Linked DNA regions of Mus musculus: all the other regions are linked to region 1. The links are chromatin contacts, called in public Hi-C and promoter capture Hi-C maps. All regions are on one chromosome and are shown on one strand. Each heading gives the region's core, a stretch centred on a gene start, on an enhancer-like site or on the middle of the called end of the contact. The rest is flanking DNA. Distances are from core to core; before and after follow the strand shown. Region 1 has its middle 17 kb from the start of Gm34434. Region 2 has its middle 70 kb from the start of 4930519L02Rik. Region 3 holds the start of Gbp5 (guanylate binding protein 5).

Evidence for each region. Promoter capture Hi-C pulls out the DNA fragments that hold promoters and counts their contacts. A called contact is a pair of places that touch in the nucleus more often than the background predicts.
Region 2: a contact with region 1 is called in a Hi-C map of cortical neurons, with 2.2 times the contacts expected there. The contact joins two enhancer-like sites. A contact is called at or near these places in 1 of 39 promoter capture datasets (hippocampal neurons), 2 of 484 Hi-C or Micro-C datasets (cerebral cortex and cortical neurons), 3 of 115 datasets of contacts at active chromatin or transcription factors (astrocytes, embryonic forebrain and embryonic stem cells) and 1 of 9 other capture datasets (embryonic stem cells).
Region 3: a contact with region 1 is called in a promoter capture Hi-C map of hippocampal neurons, with 4 times the contacts expected there. The contact joins the promoter of Gbp5 here to the enhancer-like site in region 1. A contact is called at or near these places in 3 of 39 promoter capture datasets (cranial neural crest, hippocampal neurons and pre-B cells) and 1 of 115 datasets of contacts at active chromatin or transcription factors (pancreatic cancer cells).

What each region holds. Positions count from the first base shown.
Region 1 is chr3:144,397,993-144,401,123 of GRCm38.p6, reverse strand. No RefSeq gene overlaps it. Among named protein-coding and RNA genes, the nearest start is that of Gm34434, 17 kb to the right of the region's middle. Within about 2 kb of position 1,568, at least 51 of the 459 cell types and tissues checked have an H3K27ac peak or open chromatin away from gene starts, as enhancers often do. A contact at or near this core is called in cerebral cortex, cortical neurons and hippocampal neurons, where this site is marked.
Region 2 is chr3:143,099,319-143,102,502 of GRCm38.p6, reverse strand. No RefSeq gene overlaps it. Among named protein-coding and RNA genes, the nearest start is that of 4930519L02Rik, 70 kb to the right of the region's middle. Within about 2 kb of position 1,477, at least 58 of the 459 cell types and tissues checked have an H3K27ac peak or open chromatin away from gene starts, as enhancers often do. A contact at or near this core is called in cerebral cortex, cortical neurons and hippocampal neurons, where this site is marked.
Region 3 is chr3:142,495,646-142,498,578 of GRCm38.p6, reverse strand. Gbp5 (guanylate binding protein 5) reads right to left here and starts at 1,645. Exons shown (of 11, transcript NM_153564.2): 1 at 1,584-1,645.

The DNA of each region.
Region 1 (3,131 bases), core at 319-2,818:
AGATCCGAACCGGTAGCCAGATAAACTGCTGTGTTTATCAAGGCTAAACAATCGTCAGAATGCAATTAGCCTGGGAGGCCACTGGCTCCCGATAAGCAATGCCTGCAGCTGGACCCTGCTGAGGACCCAGTCCCACTGCTGAGGACACCACACTATCGCTACCCCCTAATATACTCCGAGTCTCTTTTTTCCCTGCCCTAAATTTTAAAGGGGATTTGATGTCCTAACACATTTGTTTTGGTGTTCTTTGCCCATATTGGGAAATAAAACCCAGTAGCTTTTATAGATGGATAAATCCTTTTAAAAGGCCCTTTTGTTATCACTGTGGGGCTTGTGTGCACTAAAACAGAGTTTTAAGGGACCGATGAAACCCTATAATCACAGTTTGCTATTTCTGGAGTGGACCCCTTCCTGGTATAGACAGAGAATCACAGCCCAGAGGGCCTGGGACTTGTCAGAGGAACATGTTTGTGAACTTTGGGCAGATGTGGGTTGGAAGTTTGGTGTGGCCACCGACCTGGGCCTGACCTTGGATAAACTCCTGGAGCCGCTATTTCCTCGTCTGTTCAGGGAAACCCACAATCTGAGCCTCGCAGCATTGTTGGGAGAGAGGAACACCGTTTCCCTTGGTCAAGGTCACACAGATAACCGAGCAGGGCCAACGCCAGAACTCTAAAAGCACATCCTGGCTCCCAGGTTTCATTCTTTCCACTTCAGGGTCTTCTCTCATCTCCCATTTTCCATTCAACAAAGTGATCTTGTCCTTTGTCCCAGAGTTCAGCACACTTCATATGCTGCACCCCCTGATGGCCTGAGGCCCCATTCTGCTCAGGGACTCATGTTTATACGATGACAGCATCTATATTTTTTTGTCTGGATGAATTAATAACCGGCTTGCCATTGTATTGAGGAAAAACCAGACATCACCTCATGGTCTCAGAAAGGGAGTGTCATTTTTCCTGTACCTTCTGGCAAATGTGCTACTTAGATTTAGTGGCAGCAGAAGAGATTTTACACGGGCGTTTGCCCAGCTGGAGAGTGTCATTGGTCTGTCCACAGCCAGGAGACACCCCATTCCTACCCCAACCTGCCTCATAACATTAAAGATTGAAGTTCTGACTCTGAGGTCCTAGATCTGGCCTGAGTTTGAAGCCTTTGCCTGGGCATCCTCTGAGCCTTGGACACTAGGTGGCGCCACAGGAACATTTGAGACACGTTGTCCACTGGCTAGGACGCGCGTGGCCCTGGGAAATCCTTTGGCTTTCCACCAGCTGCCTCTACCAGATTCCTCCCTCCATCCTGTCTTAGGACCTTCATGTGCTGCACTGCTGGGCGAGGGGGAATTCGCCCTGTGGCTACGACCCAGCATTCGAAACACCAATGGGCTAAGCTCTTTTGTCCTCTGTTACCCTCCTCTCCCCGGAGTCGCTCCCTGCCCGATTATTAATTACTCATTTGCTTTGATTGGCATCAGCTAAAGGTTTGCGTGTTGAGCAAGAGGCCGTCAAAACCCCCACGGCTCCTGCGCACTGCCTGCCTGGGACTATGCTGTAGTTGGGGGGTAACAGCAGCCCGGTTGTCACTAGCTTCAGGCACTGTGTGTCCCACCCCTCCCTGATGCCCAGTACACCACTTGGAGTCGGGCTTTCTCAACTTTCTGTTCACTTCGGTTCTCTTTCCTGGGAACCGGGATTCCCTGTTACATTTCAAATCACAAGGTGGTTTCTCCGGGTCACCTGCTGTCCTCTGGCCTTCCTGTCTGCATCACCATATCCTTTGCCCCATTCAGGCAGCTATTTAGACTCCTGGGCCCACAGACTCGATCGATCCCTGCACTCTACTACAGAGCTCCTACTCTTCACTGACGGTCCTCTATCTTCCACTATTGAAACTCTAATCATATTGAGCCTATAGGTCACCATTGTGTTCCTTCAGAATACCTCCCTGCGGAGAGCTGATGGAGGACACACTGGAGTGGAGATGTCTCCCAGCCCACCCCATGCTGCCTTGTCTTTTGTACTCTTGAGAACATGACATGAATTCTGGGGCGGTTGGTACATTCCTGCCTCCTTTAAGCTGAAAGCACACAAGGGCACACTTGTCAGGATGTCGAAATGGTAGCAACTCGACTTCAGAACAGGTTTTTTTTTTCCTTCCCTAGAAATTCTTCTGGATTTATGACATCGGTGCTAGAGCAGGGCTGGGTGATGCTGTTGGCTGGGACCACAAACCCAGCGACAGAATTCCAACACGCACTTTGACTGCGAGATCAAAGGCGTGATAGGCAGAAAACGAAGGGTTGAGTTGGCAGAAGAGAAAGAGAAAAGGAAGGAAGGGTTACAAGACCAGGGATGCCATGTAGCCATCTTCTGGCCTCTGCTTCACCCTTCTGGCCAATCACATGCTTAATGTCTCCAGCATCTGTCCCCTGCCACTACCTAACCCACAGGAAGTTTGATCTATACTAAAATAACCCTAGTGGCAAATCAAAAGGACTCAGTAAACAGTACCAGTTGCTACCAAGTCTAAGACCTTGGCCCAGACTTTTACCAAACTGCAGAAAAATTGAAAGGCACGTTTTATATACCATGTTTTTAATTCGCCCCCAGGGTGGAAGAGAGGCTATCAGAGAGGATGTGGCCATGCATAGGAGATAAAACATGTGAGCATACTGGCTTCCTTATTCCCACAATGGAATTTTCTCCAGATCCTTGCCTTCTGAAATGAGACACCAGATGCAATTGCACTGTGATACCACTAGGGTGACTCTGCCTGTGGCGGCACATTCTTACCATTGCCTTGTGTGGAAATCAGTGCAACGGTGGGAGACCTGGTCAAACACCCTTCGGCTCAAACCCACATATCCCTTTACCTATAAAAGCCTCTATTGCTGAAACAGAAGAGTCTATCTACATTTCCGGTTTCTTCTGCAGGATTATCCGTGTGCTATTAGGGAATGCCTGCTTTTGATTCAAGACTTGAAATAGCAGGACTGGAATGGAGCTCAGTGCTACACTGTCAGCCTAGCAGGTGCTGGGTTTGATCTTCAGAGCTGCCAAAACGGGCGAACCTTCAAATGCTACAGGGAGCCTCGCTGGTCCACGGATGAAGCCAGTGGACTCAATTGAATT
Region 2 (3,184 bases), core at 228-2,727, 1.3 Mb after region 1:
TTGAAGTTCTTTGGAACAAACAATCTCTCTCTTAAGGTCACTCCTGAAGGAGCTGCAATAATAACGTTTGGCATATGTAGATAGAGCGCTTTGCGGGCTGGAGCATGGAGAATTATTCTCTACATGTTCCAATAAAAAAAAAAAAAAGATGATCCATGATTCAGGAGAAAAGAAAAAACAATCAGGTGCATTTTTTACAGTGGAGGGGGAACCCAAACAAGTGTAGAAATACAATCAATATGGACATCCTCATTAAAATCCCCAAGCCGCTGTGAGTTTGATGTTCAGGGGGGTCTGCACCAGGATAATGGATTTGGTGGCCTGAAGGAACATTAGCGATTTTAATAAGAGGAACTTGAAATTGCCAGTATTGGCTCTGGTTCCAAGGAAGCCCCCGAGGTCTGTCCCTAACAACACAGGATGAACCTAACTCCTTGCCCCTCCATTCGATTTTGAAATGCCATTTTTAAACATGGCCATATCATTTCTCTTCAAAAAAAAAAAAAAAAAACCCTCACTTGAGAGAATCGCCTTAAAATTCCTGATCAATGTTTTCAGTTCACCCAGATATTAAACCAAATTTCCCAAAGTCTGAAGCTAATTATGCATTCAATTAGAGTTTCTTAATAAAGATTAAAACTCTGAAGTCTATTACAAGCCTATATTTAATTCAACTGCCATTTTATCCACGCCACGGATGTGTAAGTGGTAACAATGAATATAAATTATAATACACGCCACAGAAAGAATGCTATTTGTCCAAGTACCTTACTATAAAGAATTAAATTTTGCTATCAGCTCCATGATCTAGTTAAAATTGGTATTCTTTATTTGGTCTTTCAATGTAGTCCAATTTCCTACTTTGAAAAACAAATTCTAGGGAATAAAGAAAAGAGATTAATTTATCATTAAGACTCTGCTTAATTGAAGTCAATTCCGAACAAACTTGAATTCAATTTCTGCTCATTAAACTGAATGTGCTCTGCGCTCCTCTCTGCATTGCTTTGAGCAAGCAGCTGAGAACAAGGGACTAACATCAAAATTATTAAATTGAGGAGATTTTATTTGGTCTTCACATGCCAGAGCCGCTTTGATGAGGAAGTGTTTTGGCACCGAAAGGAGCGACGAGCAGCTGGAGGAAAAATCAAATGAAACTAAGCCTTGGAAAATTGAAGAAAACGCAAGCTTAATAATATTTAATAATTAAATTTCCACAAACAATAGCGGCAAATGAAGTAATCTGCAAAGTCTGTGAACTCATTTGCATAATTGATGCCGGTCCCCTGTAAATGAATAATGAAGATAATAAAAGATGTTGCTAAAAATGGGCACAATAACAGCAAATTTCATCAAGCCGCGCTCTCTGATTAATCTGCTCTCGCAAATCAGCAGCGAGAGGGGAGCGCGTGATTAACCGCGCCGAGGCCGGCAGCCGGCGGCGGCGCTGCCCTTTCTCTGCGGGTCTCTGGGCGCGGCCCGCTCGCTCCCCGCGCCTCTCGCCGCAGCTGCCGCTGGGGCTGCCGCGGGCGCAGCTCCTCCGCGCCTCCGCCCTGCCCGCTCGCCCGCCCGCCCGCCCGCTCGCCCGCCGGCTGCCGCTTAACCGCTTCACTGCTGCCCTGCAGCCCACGATATCCGCGCGTCTCCGCGCCCCATCCCACGCTGGCAGGGCGGCTGCACAGGGTGCTGCGTGATTCAAATGCACCTGCAGACTCCGAGCCTTCGCATCTACATGAGATCCAGATTTGGGGGTGAACTGGGCATTTGTTTTCAGGATGGAAGAGGAGAGGGGGCTGGAAGGCCCAAGAGGCAGAGATCTGGGAGACAGAGAACAGGGAACAAGGGCGCTTCTGAGGCCCTTCTTTACCTCCATCACAGAAAAAATAAATAAATAAAATAACGGCCCTTGAAAAGATGAGGTTATTAAACACTTTTAATATCCCATTAGGAAAGAATAGGAGACAAAATTCGTCTTCCCACCCACCCACCAAAGAAAGGACAGCTCAGAAATTTTCTGGGCTCTTTTCTGCTGCCCGTTAATCAAAATAACATTTTGCAGGTTGGGATAAGCGTATGTTTCTGCCAGGCCCAAATACATTTTGTGTGGACTCTAGGAGAGTAACTTTGGTGAGAGCCCACACTTCTTCCCTCCCCCAGATGAGTGTCTCACTTTCCCGGCTTGCTAGGAGAAAAAGTTGTCTCGGGAAAATAAAACTGTTAATAAACCATGGTTCCAGAGTGACGCTTGCTTTACAACTCCTAGTTTGCAATCGATCATAGCCTGGACCTAACAGAACTGACTCGGCTTTCATATGTTTATAGTGGGCAGTGTTTTATGCCTCAGATATACCATGTCAGCCATGCAAAACACGGTGTTATTTTTGTTCGCTTCCTGTATCTACAGCGCAGTGATTTTTGTTTAAAAGAAAGGTCACGATTATTTTCCATTATGGTGGAATGGAAACATTCGAGACATCTGAGAAACAGATCTTTAAAACCGGGTACTGAGTTGGGAAAAGCAGAGAAGAGTTTGTGTCAAAGTGCAATTGAATCTATTTAAGCAGACCAGCTTTAACCACGGCAATAAACCACTGACTTGCTCCTGGGTCAGAAGGGCCGCCATGCCTCTCTAAGCCTCAGATCACGTGCTTTTCTTTTTGTGGCGCCACCATCAAATAAACCTCTAGTTTCTTCTGCTAAGTGACTGGCTCATTTGTTAGGTTCGATTTTCCCCGGTGCAAACAATCACACTGTAGGTTTCCCTAATCCCCTTCTGTAAGTGCAGAGAAATTCTAGAATCATGAAACTTTGAGCCAGAAGGAACTTCCTCGATTTATGTGGAAGTAAACAGAGAGAAAAGGTAAATGACCACCCTGTCTGGCTTGAGGGCTAACACCACACTCCAGGTCCCCCTGCCCCTGGACCTTCGCCTCCAACCTCCTGGACGCATCCTCAACAGCATTTCAAGAAAATTAGTGCGGTATGAGAAGGGTTATGTAGGAAGATGCGGGCACTAAAACCAGTTTAGAGATTCCAGCGCTGGGGACCCTAGGCAAGCCAGAGAGAGCGCGCAGACTCTGTAGAAAAATAACGGAATAAACTGAGGACGGTGGAGAGAAAATGGCAGCTTGTACGGCATCTCAGAGGAGCCAAAATCACACCGAGGAAGCCGCCACAGGAAAAAGCC
Region 3 (2,933 bases), core at 396-2,895, 1.9 Mb after region 1:
TGTTAGATCACAATTATCTGTAACTCCATTGCCAAGGGATCCAATGCCCTCATGGACCTCTGTGGGCTCCAGACACACATATGTTACATAGACATACAAACAGGCAAACACCCATACATACACACACACACACACACACACACACACATATGCATATATATGTATATATACATATATACATAAATATACATATATATACATAAAACTAGATAAAATCGGGTTTTTATTTGTAAGTTCCACTTAATATTGATTTCCAGTCTCATCCTTGCAACTGAGTAGCATTATGATGTCATTCAAGTCTTCCCTACAATTCTGCTTCCTACAAGCCAGACGTAACCAAATCAATATGCATTTATATCAGTAGAGGGTTGGGCTAGAGATATTGGCTCAGTGACTAAGAGCACTTGAGGCTCTTGTAGACCTGGATTTTGTTCCCTTAACCCATACCAGGTGGCTCACAACTACCTATAACACCAGTCCTGGGGGACTAAAATACACTCAGGCACACACATAAATAAAATAATTATAAAAAAAAAGAAGAGAAGAGAAGAGAAGAGAAGAGAAGAGAAGAGAAGAGAAGAGAAGAGAAGAGAAGAGAAGAGAAGAGAAGAAGAGAAATGTTCACACAAGGGGAGGACTGTAGGGAAGAAGGTCACCAAGAAATCTGAAAGTACTGAAAGGTGCTGGAGATGAACTTCTGGTGTTTGCTCAGTTTTTGCGTTTATATTCTTATCTGTTCTTTAAGTATGATATGCATGAGGCACGGGACACAGCAAGAAGTCAAAAGAGTTCCCAGGAGCGATCCGCATAGCCAGACCATACCGGCCAAATAGGTCATTTTTTGATTCGTCAACATATAAAGGTAGAGACAATATTGTAGCAGAGACAGAATCCAACACAAATGGGGTTTAAAAGTGAGTGACTGCCCAGGAAAAGCAAACACGGAACCTTTAAGAGATGGCAGTGCAGCGAAAATGCTCACTGCTGTCAGCAAACCTCTTCCTGTGTGCCTTGGAGTTCTCTCTCTCTCTCTCTCTCTCTCTCTCTCTCTCTCTCTCTCTCTCTCTCTCTCTCTCTCTCGCAGCTCTGGCTGTGAATTTGTCCCAAGCTCCAATGAGGACAAGCATCGGCCCACATATAGAGCCTTGCTGTCTGGGAATTCACTTCCCGACAATGGGAGCGCTGGTTAGAGCCCCAGTCTCAGACCTTTTACTGCGCAGCTCATGCTCTGCTATATTGTTCATGCAAACAGTATGGTTGCCTGCTATTCTGGAGGTGATTCTGTTCTAAACAGCAACTAGGGATGCCAAGAAGTTAGAACAAGCGGAGATAAACAGTTGGAAGTCATTTCTACCTTTCAGTTTAATCTCTTCACACTCTGCCCTCTCATTAACAGGAAACAATAACGGCACTGAATAAACACTCGGACTGCTGGACAAGGAATTCTGCTTCTCTGAGAACACTGCTGTTTAATCTCTAATGGGGCTGAGCCAGCATCCAGGCTAGGATGCATCCCATCCTGGATAAAGTAGTCTAAAAAATAATTCCTAACAGTCTCTTCCCACCCCTGCTCCAGGTCTTACCTTAAGAAAAACTGAAGAGCGGGAGCAGGGGCCAGTAAGAACACTGCTTCAAACGGGACTCTGCAAGAGGACAAACTCGTTGCACCCTTATTTATCTGTGCTTGGTTCTGAGAAATAACGGCCAGCCCTGGGAATTTCCTTTCCTCTCCCAGAGAGCTGGGAGAGAACTTGATTATGAAACGCAAGAACAGGAATCTGCAAAAGGGTTCTCTAAACTGAAATTGAAACTACACAAGTTCAGACTGTATAGTTGAAGGGGATTTTCAAAAGCAGAAGGCTTGAATGTCACTGAACTAATTTCCCAGAAGTTGCCCACAATCTGAAAGAGAACGTTGACATCGTTTGTCATTGTTTCAAGCGCTGTTTATTTTATTCCTTTGAACGAGGGTGATAATTTTTATGGTTTTGAATCACAATTGTTTTGAAGGGAAACCTCACGTACTATTTGAAGACTCATTTCTTACAATTGTCTCTGCATCCACTTAGGATAAAAGTTGTTTTCATTGGTAGTAGGTTAAACAAGGAACTCAGGGTGTCATGTTGTGGACTCTTGAATCCCATATATAAAAGAAATAAAGAACAGAATTAGGAAAACTGAGGATAACTTTTTTGGAGTTGGAGAGAGGAAAAAATTAGCAGAGCAGACAAACCGTACAGGAAACCAGAAAGGAGAGATTGCAAAGGAAAAGAAAGCTAATCACGCTTGCTGGGTTAGAGACTGCACCAGCAAGCTGACTCAGTCACAGAAAGGCTGTAAGCAGCTGCTTTAATCTTATACTGTTTGGTGCCGTTTGGAACATCTGCTGATGATGTGACCCAAGTCCGATTCTTCTGAGCAAAACTCAAGCCACTGAGTGGGTTAAACTAATTTTTTAAAATAGGTCAATAAAATAGCTATGCTTTACCAAGAAGAAATAGCCTTCCCTTAACGGAGCTTCAAGAAAGATCTTCTATCTCACTTGTCTAGAATTCAAGCCAAAATAATATGTTAACAAGTCCTGGAGATGACGCTGTCACTACTGGGACAAGGAAACTCAGGAAATGTCTGGTCATATGTAGCCAATAAAGATCAGTTATATAGAAGCTGAATGTTGTACATGGATATTTGCGGACTTTGTTCTGACGCTCTCTGGAGTCTAACTCTCCTAAAAGGAAGCATACTCGCTTTAGACTGCACTTGCCTGTAAGCTTGACAGAAATAGCATTTGACTTTATGGTGGGTACCGCCTATACTGGTGACTTTGGGTAAAATAACCTAACCGTTATCACAATAACAACTGTATTGATCCATGCGCATTGGATGGCCTTCCACTCCAGTGTCTTCTTTGGTTCGTTGGTTGGTTGGTTGGT